Linked DNA regions of Sus scrofa: region 1 is linked to region 2. A link is a contact called in public Hi-C data. All regions are on one chromosome and are shown on one strand. The core of a region is the stretch at or near the end of the contact, and the rest is flanking DNA. Distances in the headings are between cores, read along the strand shown.

Region 1 (5,582 bases), core at 1,803-4,302, 64 kb before region 2:
CAAGGAACCCATTTTCTTTCCAGTTTCTCTAAGAAAGATCACAGAATTCTGATATAATTTAAAAGAACATAAAATCCTGTGGGGGGAGGGAGGGAGGAATGGATTACGTGTTGGTGTCCTGTGTCCAAATAGTCAGCCATAATTTGTTTGTCAATAAGCTTTATTTCAGACCTGCTGCCTTTGAAAAGTCATTTTAAGATCTTGAGAAAGAGATCCAAATGAACTGTTTCCAAACAAATTTAACAACAACCTCATTTCTGGTCAATGGCTCCATTGCCTTTTTCCTTTTTTCTTTCTTTGTTTTTTTCTCTCTCTCTCTCTCTCTTTTTTTTTTTTTTTTTTTACAATTTTTTAATGACAGTGTATGAAGATCATTATTTTGAAAGCTGTATGCACATCCATGAACAAATCATTTAAAACACCCATTTGTATGAAACATACACTTAATAAGCTTGAGGAGAGCACTGTCCCATATTTGGATTGTAAGTGGCCTACAGCCCCTTCAAAGCCCGGCTTTTAAAGCTTAAGGAATGGGCCATAATGCTAGAAGGTAGTCTTGTTAGAAGGTACAGTTTGGTTCAAAGACAGCTTTTTTATTTCTTTGATTTGCTGATTTCTTAGAATTAGATAAGCTTTTGCTAGTCCTATTGATTTTCTGTTGAATCTCTTGAAAACCTCATTTGGTGAGCTGTGTTTTAGGCATCTTAGCTGGATCTCTGTTGCTGGGTTTTCTCAAACATTAAAAAAACAAAAACAAATCATTGGTCCTTTGGCCACTTCAAGTCTTACCTGTATTTCATTTCAATAACATGAAACTGCAGGCAGACCCTGCAACAGTAGAATATGCCAAGGTGCGAATATACTCTAGGAATTATATTTGTAATTGGATTTTTTTTTTTCTTTTTAGGGCTGTACTTGTGGCATATGAAAGCTTCCAGGCTAGGGGTCGAATAAGAGTTACAGCTGCCAGCCTATACCACAGCCACAGCACCTCGGGATCCAAGTCCCATCTGTGACCTACAACACAGCTCATGGCAATGCTGGATCCTCAACTCACTGAGCCAGGACAGGGATGAAACCTGTATCCTCTTGGATACTAGTCAGACTGGTTTCTGCTATGCCACTGGGGGAACTCCTACAATGGGATTTTAGTAAACACCCTCTTCCAGTTATAATTCTACTTTGTAACTTTGTTTACAATTTGATCTGGGATCCCTACCCTTGGTCTTAATGTGATAACAAATTTATTCTTCAAGTGTTATTTAATTGTCCTTAGGGTTGAGAGAGAAACTATGTTTAGGACCCTCCATGGGCTTTGCCACTGAAGAGTCTAGTTTATCCCTTTAGACTCCTCCAGAAATAATAGTTCCTGACTTTTGCAGAGTTAAAATATAGGACTAATGACCAGCTTTTAATGTGCAAATTAAGTATTCAGTATAGAGTATTCAGCATTCCTTTTGCCCATCTTATTTAACTCAAATTCTCTGTTGAAATTCGAAGTGCGGGTTGAGTCTTCATCTCAGTCAATGGGGGTCACGTTAGGATGATGCTTCTAGATACAATTTTGGGGTAAAGTAGGAAATTACAAGGAACAATACATGGAAAAGTGGCATAGCTGTAGTTCTGCCAAAATGCCATCAAGACATCAGATAGGTTAATGATTACCTTTAAAAACTGCAAAGCTCAAATCTCGGCCTAAAAAAATACAAAAGCTGACACTTAGCCAAGCAATCTGGACTCCTCCTGGCCGTTGGGCCCCAAGTGTCTGAATCGGGAGCAGAGAGAAGGAAGTCAATGGCTTTCGTGTCCCAGGAAGAAAAGACCATCTTCCCTTTGTTCTGAGCAAAACTGGAAAAGATGGTTTTTCCTGAAGACCTCAGCACAGTTGCCTGCTTTCTTTAATGCTTACTAACATTCTTTGTCTGTAGATCTTAGCGATTATATATAATAGTTTTCACTCATGGCAACCTATTAAGAGACTACTTATATACACCAAATTATATAGTTAGAAACTGCCGTATACTTTGGAAACTGGGAAAAGCATTTGCAACTGTATGGCTAGAGAGCCGTGTGTCTCTTGTCTCTGCCACAAGGTGGGGAGACATTTCTGCCAGAGGACTCAGCATTGCAATGACAAGTTTCACAGCTGACGTTTCTCCTGCAAGATAAAGTCACTTTCTTGCTTGAAAAAGATTATTTGCTATGTTCGGACCACCTCCTTTCTGCCATTTGGGTAGGTTTTGAGCTTCTTTGGCTGATTTATTTGCTATAATGCAGACAATGGAGTCCTAAGGCTTAATTTTTAATTGTTTTATTATCTGAAACAGTATCATGGGTGTACTGGGCACATGCGTCCAGGATCAAGAGCACTGGAGGAGGCCTTCCTGAACCTCCGCAACCCTGGGACACACGCTGGGTCATGAACACAGCCCACACTGGCAACCAGCACAGTTTGGGGGTCAATCTCTACCTCACAGTGTACAGGAAAAGTACAATTAAACTGCCCGGAACTTTGGTCATAACAAACTGCTTCTAAATGGCTCCCAGGGGCTTTCTTGTGTTATTTCAGTAACAATACCAATTTAAATGGATAACCCTGATTTCTAAAAATCCAAAGCCATATATTATTAATAGTCTTTGAGAAACATAAGCCGTATATCAGTTAACCTCATGGAGTCTCTTTTGGGGGCCATGGAGGCTGAGTTTTCTTGGAAGCACTCACCTAGTGACACCAGATTATTGACCAGAACATGCCCGAGTGTACCTTTAGACGGCACCCTTGATTTTCACCAGTAAAACCCTGGGAAGTGTTTGAACAAAGGCAGCCCTATTTTTAGTGAACATTCATGCTGATTAATAGGGCAGGAGAGTTTGGGGGGGAGTGGGAGAAAGTAGAGGGTTTGGATGAATGCCGGGGTGCAGAAAAGGCAGTCTTTTCAGCATTTCGGGGCCCACAGCCTCACAGCGCTGCTTGCTTCTCAGCCAAGTGGAAACTGCACTCGGCACAGCGGCAGGTAAGCACTCCCGGTCAGTACTCGGGAGGGTTTTTTTCCGTTTGTTTTGAAAGCAAGCAAATTCCTAGAATATTACGTCCGTGAGCACTGGTATGATAGACCAAACACAGGAGGCCACGTCACAAATAAAATGCTTACCAGAAATCCTTGTGAATGTTATTGAGAGCACTTAAAAATTATATTATTGACAGTAAAGCAAATAATTATTTCATAAGGGCCATAATGACAGAAACTGGCAATGATTTGGGCATATCCATTTTCTGAATCTATATCCTTATTTTCTATAATACATATCTTACCCCCCAAAACAAACAAACAAAACCCACCAAGAGTAAATATGGGGCTCTCCTAGTTTCTAAGAAACAGGTGTTTAAATTGTGGAGATGAATATTCCTCAGATATCAGTGATTTCGACTACCCTTTCCACATCTCTTTTCTTCCCCAAATCCCCAACAGATGATCAGCTGCACTCATATTACCTTATGTCACCAAGACGGTGAAGACAAGTTTCTGAAATGATTTTTCATCCAAAGCCCTGAAATGATTTTGGGAAAGTCGATATTTTAAAAGGCCATTTTCCTGAGATAAGAACTGAGTTTGACGTCTGGGATGAGGATCTTGATCAAGAGAAACAACCTTCACACCAAAGGGGGATGCCTTGCCTGAAAGAGTGAGCTAACTATGTTAAATTTAGAAAAGAACAATGGAGTTGACTTTAGCATGTTTTCTACTGTGATCTCTGTTACCCAGAAACAAATACTAAATGACGTTAATGTCACTTTAATTCTTTAAAATGTTAAGTGGAAATGGGGAAAAAGAACAATCACTGGGCATGAGAAAAATTGCTGTCTTAAAAAATCCAACATCTAGAATTATATGAATAAGTACCCCCCAGATACTCAGCAGTTGTCAATAATATTTTTAACAGGGCTTGGATCACCAGAAGTCAGGCATGGGCACCTCAGCCCCCAGTGTTTTGTGGCCGTGAGGTGGCTGGAGACAGCTTAGTGTTTTCCCACCTTACATCAGATAGAAAAAAGTTGCTAAGAGCCCAGCAATGCTCACGCACATGATGTAAAAGTGAAAATGCACACAGAATTCAATTACATCTTGCAAGAAAAGTGACTGAGACATGTCACAAAAGTTGGGCAAGGAAGAATTACCCAACTAACGTCAGAGTTCCTATATCAGACTGTGATCACTTTAGATTTGCCAAAGAAACAAAATAAATGATGAATTAATCCTTGATATTACTCTAATTTTTTTGCATTTAGAAAATTGTTATAGATTGCCAATCTTAAAAAAAAAAAAAAAAATCGCTAACGCCTTTACCCAGAGTCCCATGGAGGCTCAGCAGGTTAAGGATCCGGCATTGTCACTGCTACGGTGCAGGTTTGATCCCTAGGCAGGGAACTTCTGTATGCCTCGGATGTGGCCAAAAAAAGAAAAAAAAAGAAAAACAAAACAAAACAAAACAGAAAATGCCCATGCTCACTCATCAGATATTTGTTTCCAATTTTGTTCCTGTCCCTTAGAGAGAGATCAGTGATCCTTCCCCCCAAACCAAATACATCATTACAAAGAAATGCAAATAAAAGAAACAAATAATATTGAGAAAAGCAAAACTTGGAAGACTTTATCTAATGCTTGGATAGTTGCATGGGCAATTTTCTTAGTTTAGAGACAATAGTAAAGAACCACCTATTAATTAATTTGTTCATTCTTGAAAGGAACGGCCCCAGAGAGTGGCTGCCTTGCCGGGCTGGTGAGGGCATGGTTATTAATCACCCCACACAGGCCAATATGGAGCGGGTTACCCCCAGGCTTCTCCGGGAGCCCCCACTGCTGTTTCTCTTTCTTTATGCACCAAGAAGACCTGGGTGTGGGCTTTAAGACAGCAACATTTTCACACAAGGAGCCTTAAACCTTCCACCTTACCACCGACCATTGCTGTCTTTTGCATCTGCGGTGCCTTTAAAAGAACAGCTGCGTCCTCTCCCCTCCAGTGTTTGCACTTTTACCTGTAATCTGATTGCGGGAGGAAAGGAAAACCCGAGCACCCCTCCCTGCACCCGTCCCTGATCGTTTGTTTGGTTAGTAATTCTACCTAGCCGGGACTTTTCCCTTCCCGGGCTTGCCGGGCTCTTCCACGGGGCTGCATCTCCATGGCAATGGAAAAACACGATGCTGGCTGGCGAGGGCCCGGAGCCGATGAAACCCTGCCCTGGCTCCGGCCTCGCGGGAGGGGCTGCGCTAATTTATAGGTGGCCTTTAGGGATGTTGGGATTCAGAGATCAAAGAAGGTCAAAAGGGGGCTGTTGGAATGGGAGATATTTATTGTGTTTAATATAAATACAAATGTGTGCAAGGAGAGAAACTGAAACCTTAAAAGTCATGTCGATCATGGTGAGTCAATATAAATACAACTGAAGATGGGCAGCCTGCGGAAATTAACTGGCACTTTAAAAAGACGGCTTATTTTAAATTGGGGTAAATTAAGGCAGTGCCCATCTCAATGGAAACTGAAAGTAGGAGTCAGCAGAAAGCTTTGGTTAAGATTTCTAACTG
Region 2 (5,119 bases), core at 1,600-4,099:
GACACGTGCGCTTAAATTTTAATAGATGTCGCAAAACCGCCTTCCAAAAAATGTTCCTAAGTATCCAGTGCCCTGGCAGGGCCCATTTCCTCACATGCTCTGGGCCCATGTCTTTGTTCTTTGAAGAAGTTTCAAGGACCGCTTGACTGGGGTGGAGGGGTGCACAGGAAAGAAGGGAGTGCTAGGGAGGGAAACCAGCAGACTTCGTGGCTCAAACTAGAACAGCTCTATTTTAATTTTATATAAACTGCCATTCTGATATAAGGTTTTTGATAAAGGGGTTCAGCTTTAAAAAAGGGATAGCAACAAGGACCTACTGTATAGCATAGGGAATGATGCTCAATATTGTAAAATATACTCAATATATTAAAATATTCAATATATTAAAATATTTTAAAATAATAAAAAATTATTTTCACTCTAAGGGAAAATAATCTGAAAAAAATATATATATATAACTGAATCACTGTGCTGTACATCTGAAACTAACACAACATTGTAAATCAACTAATCTTCAATTTAAAAAAAGAAAGATAAAGGTTTGAAAACCATGGCTGGTTCTATAAAGCCATAGTTCCTCCCTCTTCCAGAGTCTCATTTCGTCCTGCTGTGGCCCCCAAATGGTCCTGCAAGCTGCCTTGCCCCAGGTATCCACCCCCTTGGTATTCCCATCCCCAGTGTGTAACCAACCAATAGCCTAATGGAGAAAAGATGTCGTGAGATGTCCAAACTGTGGCATCTGAAGACACTGCAGCTTCTGCCTTAAACTCTGATCACGCACTCATTCTGGAGGGAGGTGGCCACCAGTAGGACAAACCAACAGCCCTGAGCAGACTTCACTCGATGTAGGACCAGCCAGCCTGCTGTTGAGTCACCATTCTGGAAGTGGCCTGCAGGTGACCACAGCCCCAAGGGACACATTCATGCAATCTCTTTAGTGATCCTGAGCCAGAACCACCAGCTTAAGCCAGTGCTAAATTCCTGACCCACAGGAAAAGCAAAAACAAACAAACAAACAAACAAACCAAACAAAAAACCTAGAGAATTCCTGTTGTGGTGCAACAGAAAAAAACCCGACTAGTATCCATGAGGATGTGGGTTGAGGATCCGGCGTTGCCATGAGTTGTGGTGTAGGTCGCAGACATGGCTTGGATCTGGCGTTGCTGTGGCTCTGGTGTAGGCCAGTGGCTATAGCTCCGATTAGACCCCTAGCCTGGGAACCTCCCTATGCCGCAGGAACGGCCCTAGAAAAGATAAAAAGACAAAAACAAAACAAAACAAAACAACCAAAAAAACCCTGTTCCCTTTAAGATTTAGATGGTAAAGAAAAGGGAAGGTCCTTCAGGGTTTGCTTAGGGCTTGGAGACGATGCTCACTTTTCACTTTGTAAGAAGAAGAGGAAGGAGGGATGAAGTTAAAAATGCCATCTATGGGGGATAATGGATAGAGAGAGGGGTAAAAAAGAGAAGTCAAGTTAAGGGTGAACTAGGGGAAGGGTAGGTTTTACGCCCCAAGACAGGGCAGTGAATTGTGCTCTGGACTGCACTTGGTGCTCAATCCATACACATGGAGCCATCGGATGTTTGAGTGGAGTAGGTCCAAGGGGGCCAAAGTAAGCATGGAGGAAGGTCAAGGCTGGGGCTCTACAGGGTGCCAGTGAGAACCCCCTGGGAATCCAGGAGGTAAACCCAGTCCTATCTGCTGAGGGGTTTCGGGGGAGTAAGGGGTCTGAGAGGTAAGGAGCAGAACTGTCCCTGAGGAGAGAGCTCAGAGTCCTGTGCAGTGAGCACCCAGGGAAGGGACAGAGAGGCCCCAGGGGCTGGGCCACCACTGACTTTTCTTAATCAAGAGCCAATGCCTTTTGTTTCCCTCTGGAAGGTCCTTGAGTCCCTGCGAGGCCTGGCTTATCCACGACAGTGGAGGCTTTGTGCTTCTCTCTGAAATAAAACTTTTATCTTAAAAAAGAAAGTGTATCCAATGCAGTCTGTCCTAATCACCATATTCAGCGCTTCCTCAACTCTGGAGGGGAGGGCGCATGGGCTCTGGTTCCCTGGGGCACAGGGGAAAGTACCAGTACTGCAGAAGCTGGCTCCTAATTCTTTCTTCCCTATCTCTCTTATAATGTGTCAAAGATACACAGGAAGTTTAATTCCAAAACTTGGCTTTGATTTTTTTTTTCCAGCTAAACATTGGGAAAGACCAGGCCATGTGGCCAGGGAAAGTGAAACGTGGATTAAATTCCCAAACATGTGGGGCAGCGTGACAAAAGGGCCCAGGAATGCCGAGCAGGGCCGGGAGCATCCGCAGCTGGCACAGGTGTGGCCTGCTTGGGAGGAGATGCTTCCCTGTGTCTAGGGCTTGAGGGAGAGAAGCTGGCTGGCCATGACTCACAGGCCTCTTTTTGTTCTCCGAAGGCCGGAGTGAACTGAGGACTCATTAGAGGCCCTGCGCTCCCCCAGCAGGTCCAGTCAAGCCTCTTTGACCCAACTTGCACTGGAGCCTGACAGCAGTCTCGCAGGCTCAGCGTCCGGGCCCACAGGCTAGGGATACCCTTGCAAGACGGAAGGGCGGGTTCTGAACCAGGTGAGATAGGGAGGAGGGCCCCGGCGGTCACGTGACCGGCAACATGAAAGCAATTTTGTTAACATTCTGGGCTCCAGGGTCGCGGAGCGCGGCCGGGGCCCCTTAAAAAATCCACGGATCGCCTGCGCCGCGTGTGCCTGCAGATCGTGCAAACTCCCGGGAGCGGAAGGCGGGCTGCTCTCCCGGTCGCCCAGTCGCCTGGCCTGGAATGAGGCCACCACCCGGCAGGTCACCATGCCGGAGTACGTGCCCCGGCCGGTGGCCCAGCGGGACTCGGGTTTGTCGCCGCACAGAGCAGGGGACACTCAGGCCCTGAGGACGCCGGCCCCGGGTCCCAGGATCGCGGCCCGCTTCACAGCCGCTCTGGTGATGAGGGGACAGATGCCCGCGACATCCTAGTAAAGATGTGGGCTCAGCCCACCAGGGAGGCGCTGGGCTGGGATTTAGGCGGCGGCTCGGCTGGGCCAGGGAGGGAACAGTTCTTCCTGGGCCCGCGGCTCCAGCGCGGCCTCCATTTCCCGGCTCTGCGCGGCGGCCTTTGTCTCGGCGGGGCCCGTGGCGCCCCCTGCTGGCCGGCCTGGGCCGCGCCTCCTCGGCCTCTTCCGGATCTTGCTAGTTTCTCTGGAGGCCGCGGCCACACAGACAGAGATTATGCAGTTTTGCTCGCTGCAAAGGAGATGCTTGCATGGCTGTGCCTGTAGCCCTTCAGCGCTCGCGGTTCCCCTGTCAACTCAGAGGCGGCCAGACAGGAGCGGCAGCTTTGCTGGGAGAACCCCGTTTCCCTCAGCAGCTTCAGTGGGGCCGAGAATCCTGGGCTTGTGCCACAAAGCTTTAGAAAATGGCTCCATTGAACCTTTCCAGAGATGTTCCCCAAGCCGCAGAGGTTTGGCCATTTGAAGCCCTTTTAAGTCAATATACCAAAGAGCTTTAGTCTGGATTAACTGCACAATGCCAAAATTTCACTTTTAAAAGCACAAGGACTAAGTGCAACCTAAGCGTATTTGTAAACCAGGCAAAACAGGCACTTGGGAGAGCCCTCCTCTCCCCACACCCCTCCCTCCATCCCATTTTGTGCCTTTGCCCAGAGCCTCAGGAGCCAAAAATCCTGGCAACTCTCTTCTTCCCGCTGGCAACGGCGAAGTGTGGGCGCAAAGAGGTCATCTTTTAAATCTCTGAAGGATTCAAGTCAGTGTGTGTCACAAAAAAGCACACTTCCCCTCAGCTCAAGGTGGGGGGAAGCCTAGGAGGGTCCCTGGTGCAACAGCTGGACCTAGGAGGGCCCTGGTCAGGCGACCCCACCTCTCTCCATCCCCCAGCACATCGCAGGTTCTCGATAATGAAACAAGGATTCTGCCAAAGAAATCCACTACGATGCCCCTGGCTTTCTAGGAGCAATAAATGAAAGTCTCTTATAGTAAAAAAAAAAAAAAAAAAAAAAAAAAAGATTGATGAAGTCGTCAGGGAGAGGCAGAGAAAACACAGCCTAATCCAGCAACTCAAGACAACGGTGCAGAAGCAATTTGCTTCTGAAACTCTAACAGGAGATGCTTTAGCACTTCCTGGCAGCACTGCAGGAGCCAGCAAATAAATATTTCCACATGGAAGAAAATGGTCCTTCAAAACATGGCTTCCCCCATTCAAGAAAGAGATACAGCAAGGCTCCCCTACTTTAGTGGCAAAGAGCATCCTTATTTATTTGTTCCAGTTTGGAAACTGTGTGCCTTTCCATTAGGATTCGCGGATGTAAACACTGGTTCCCCAGTGAATTGAATTAGTCCGACACCCCCTCCCCCCCTTGCCACTTGCTTCAGGGAACAATAGAGGAGCTTCTGGCTGACAAATTACGCCTTCATTTAATGCTCTGATTATCTGGCAAGTTAAAAACAGTCATATTAAAAGCCTGGACCTGCCTCATATTTAATCTGTACTTGTTACTTTCCTCCATTTATGTTTGTTCCCCAAAGATTAAAAAAAATAATAATACTAAAGATGCCTTAGTGTCACTTGTGTCCTGAGTTTGAAACCAGTGAGCAACCAGGTTGAACATGAAACTGATGGTGGCCAAAGGCTGTCACTGGATACCATCATCCGCTGTTCACACAGACGGCAGTTCCTTCTTTAATAAAAATATTCTGGCAAGCGGCTGTGAGTTAGGGCTTCCTTCTGCCGCTTGCCCAGGTTGGAGGCGTCTCCAGGGACAACAGCACGGGGAAACTTCTCTGCTCTATGGTTTCAGAGAACACTTTTCAGCCTGGCTTCAGACCGCTGAAGTGAAAGTGAATTATGCTGAGCACAGACGAATCATGTTTAATTCAAGTGAAATTCATTCACTCATTTGTTCTATAAATATTTATTGAGCTCCTCTTTTGCAGAAAAGGCGGTCCCTCCTGAAAGGCCACGGTTCCTTGGGCGGGTGGCGACCCCCACGTGGCATGGACGCCTGGGTGCCTGTGTGCTCAGCCTGGCCCCTTGGTGTCTCTACACGTTTCTACACATACTGATCCCAGAGTTGTAGGGTGGTTTGCTATGCTTTTTT

The links. A called contact is a pair of places that touch in the nucleus more often than the background predicts.
Region 1: a contact with region 2 is called in a Hi-C map of liver, with 4 times the contacts expected there. The contact joins two enhancer-like sites. A contact is called at or near these places in 1 of 5 promoter capture datasets (liver), 5 of 47 Hi-C or Micro-C datasets (embryonic fibroblasts, fetal heart ventricle, fibroblasts and 1 more) and 1 of 2 datasets of contacts at active chromatin or transcription factors (alveolar macrophages).

Annotation. Positions count from the first base shown.
Region 1 is chr1:147,957,686-147,963,267 of Sscrofa11.1, reverse strand. LOC102157619 (a long non-coding RNA gene) reads left to right here. Exons shown (of 2, transcript XR_002345834.1): 2 at 3,471-3,787. Among named protein-coding and RNA genes, the nearest start is that of ZNF516, 27 kb to the left of the region's middle. Within about 2 kb of position 3,052, at least 14 of the 83 cell types and tissues checked have an H3K27ac peak or open chromatin away from gene starts, as enhancers often do. A contact at or near this core is called in alveolar macrophages and liver, where this site is marked.
Region 2 is chr1:147,893,596-147,898,714 of Sscrofa11.1, reverse strand. No RefSeq gene overlaps it. Among named protein-coding and RNA genes, the nearest start is that of ZNF516, 92 kb to the left of the region's middle. Within about 2 kb of position 2,849, at least 56 of the 83 cell types and tissues checked have an H3K27ac peak or open chromatin away from gene starts, as enhancers often do. A contact at or near this core is called in alveolar macrophages and liver, where this site is marked.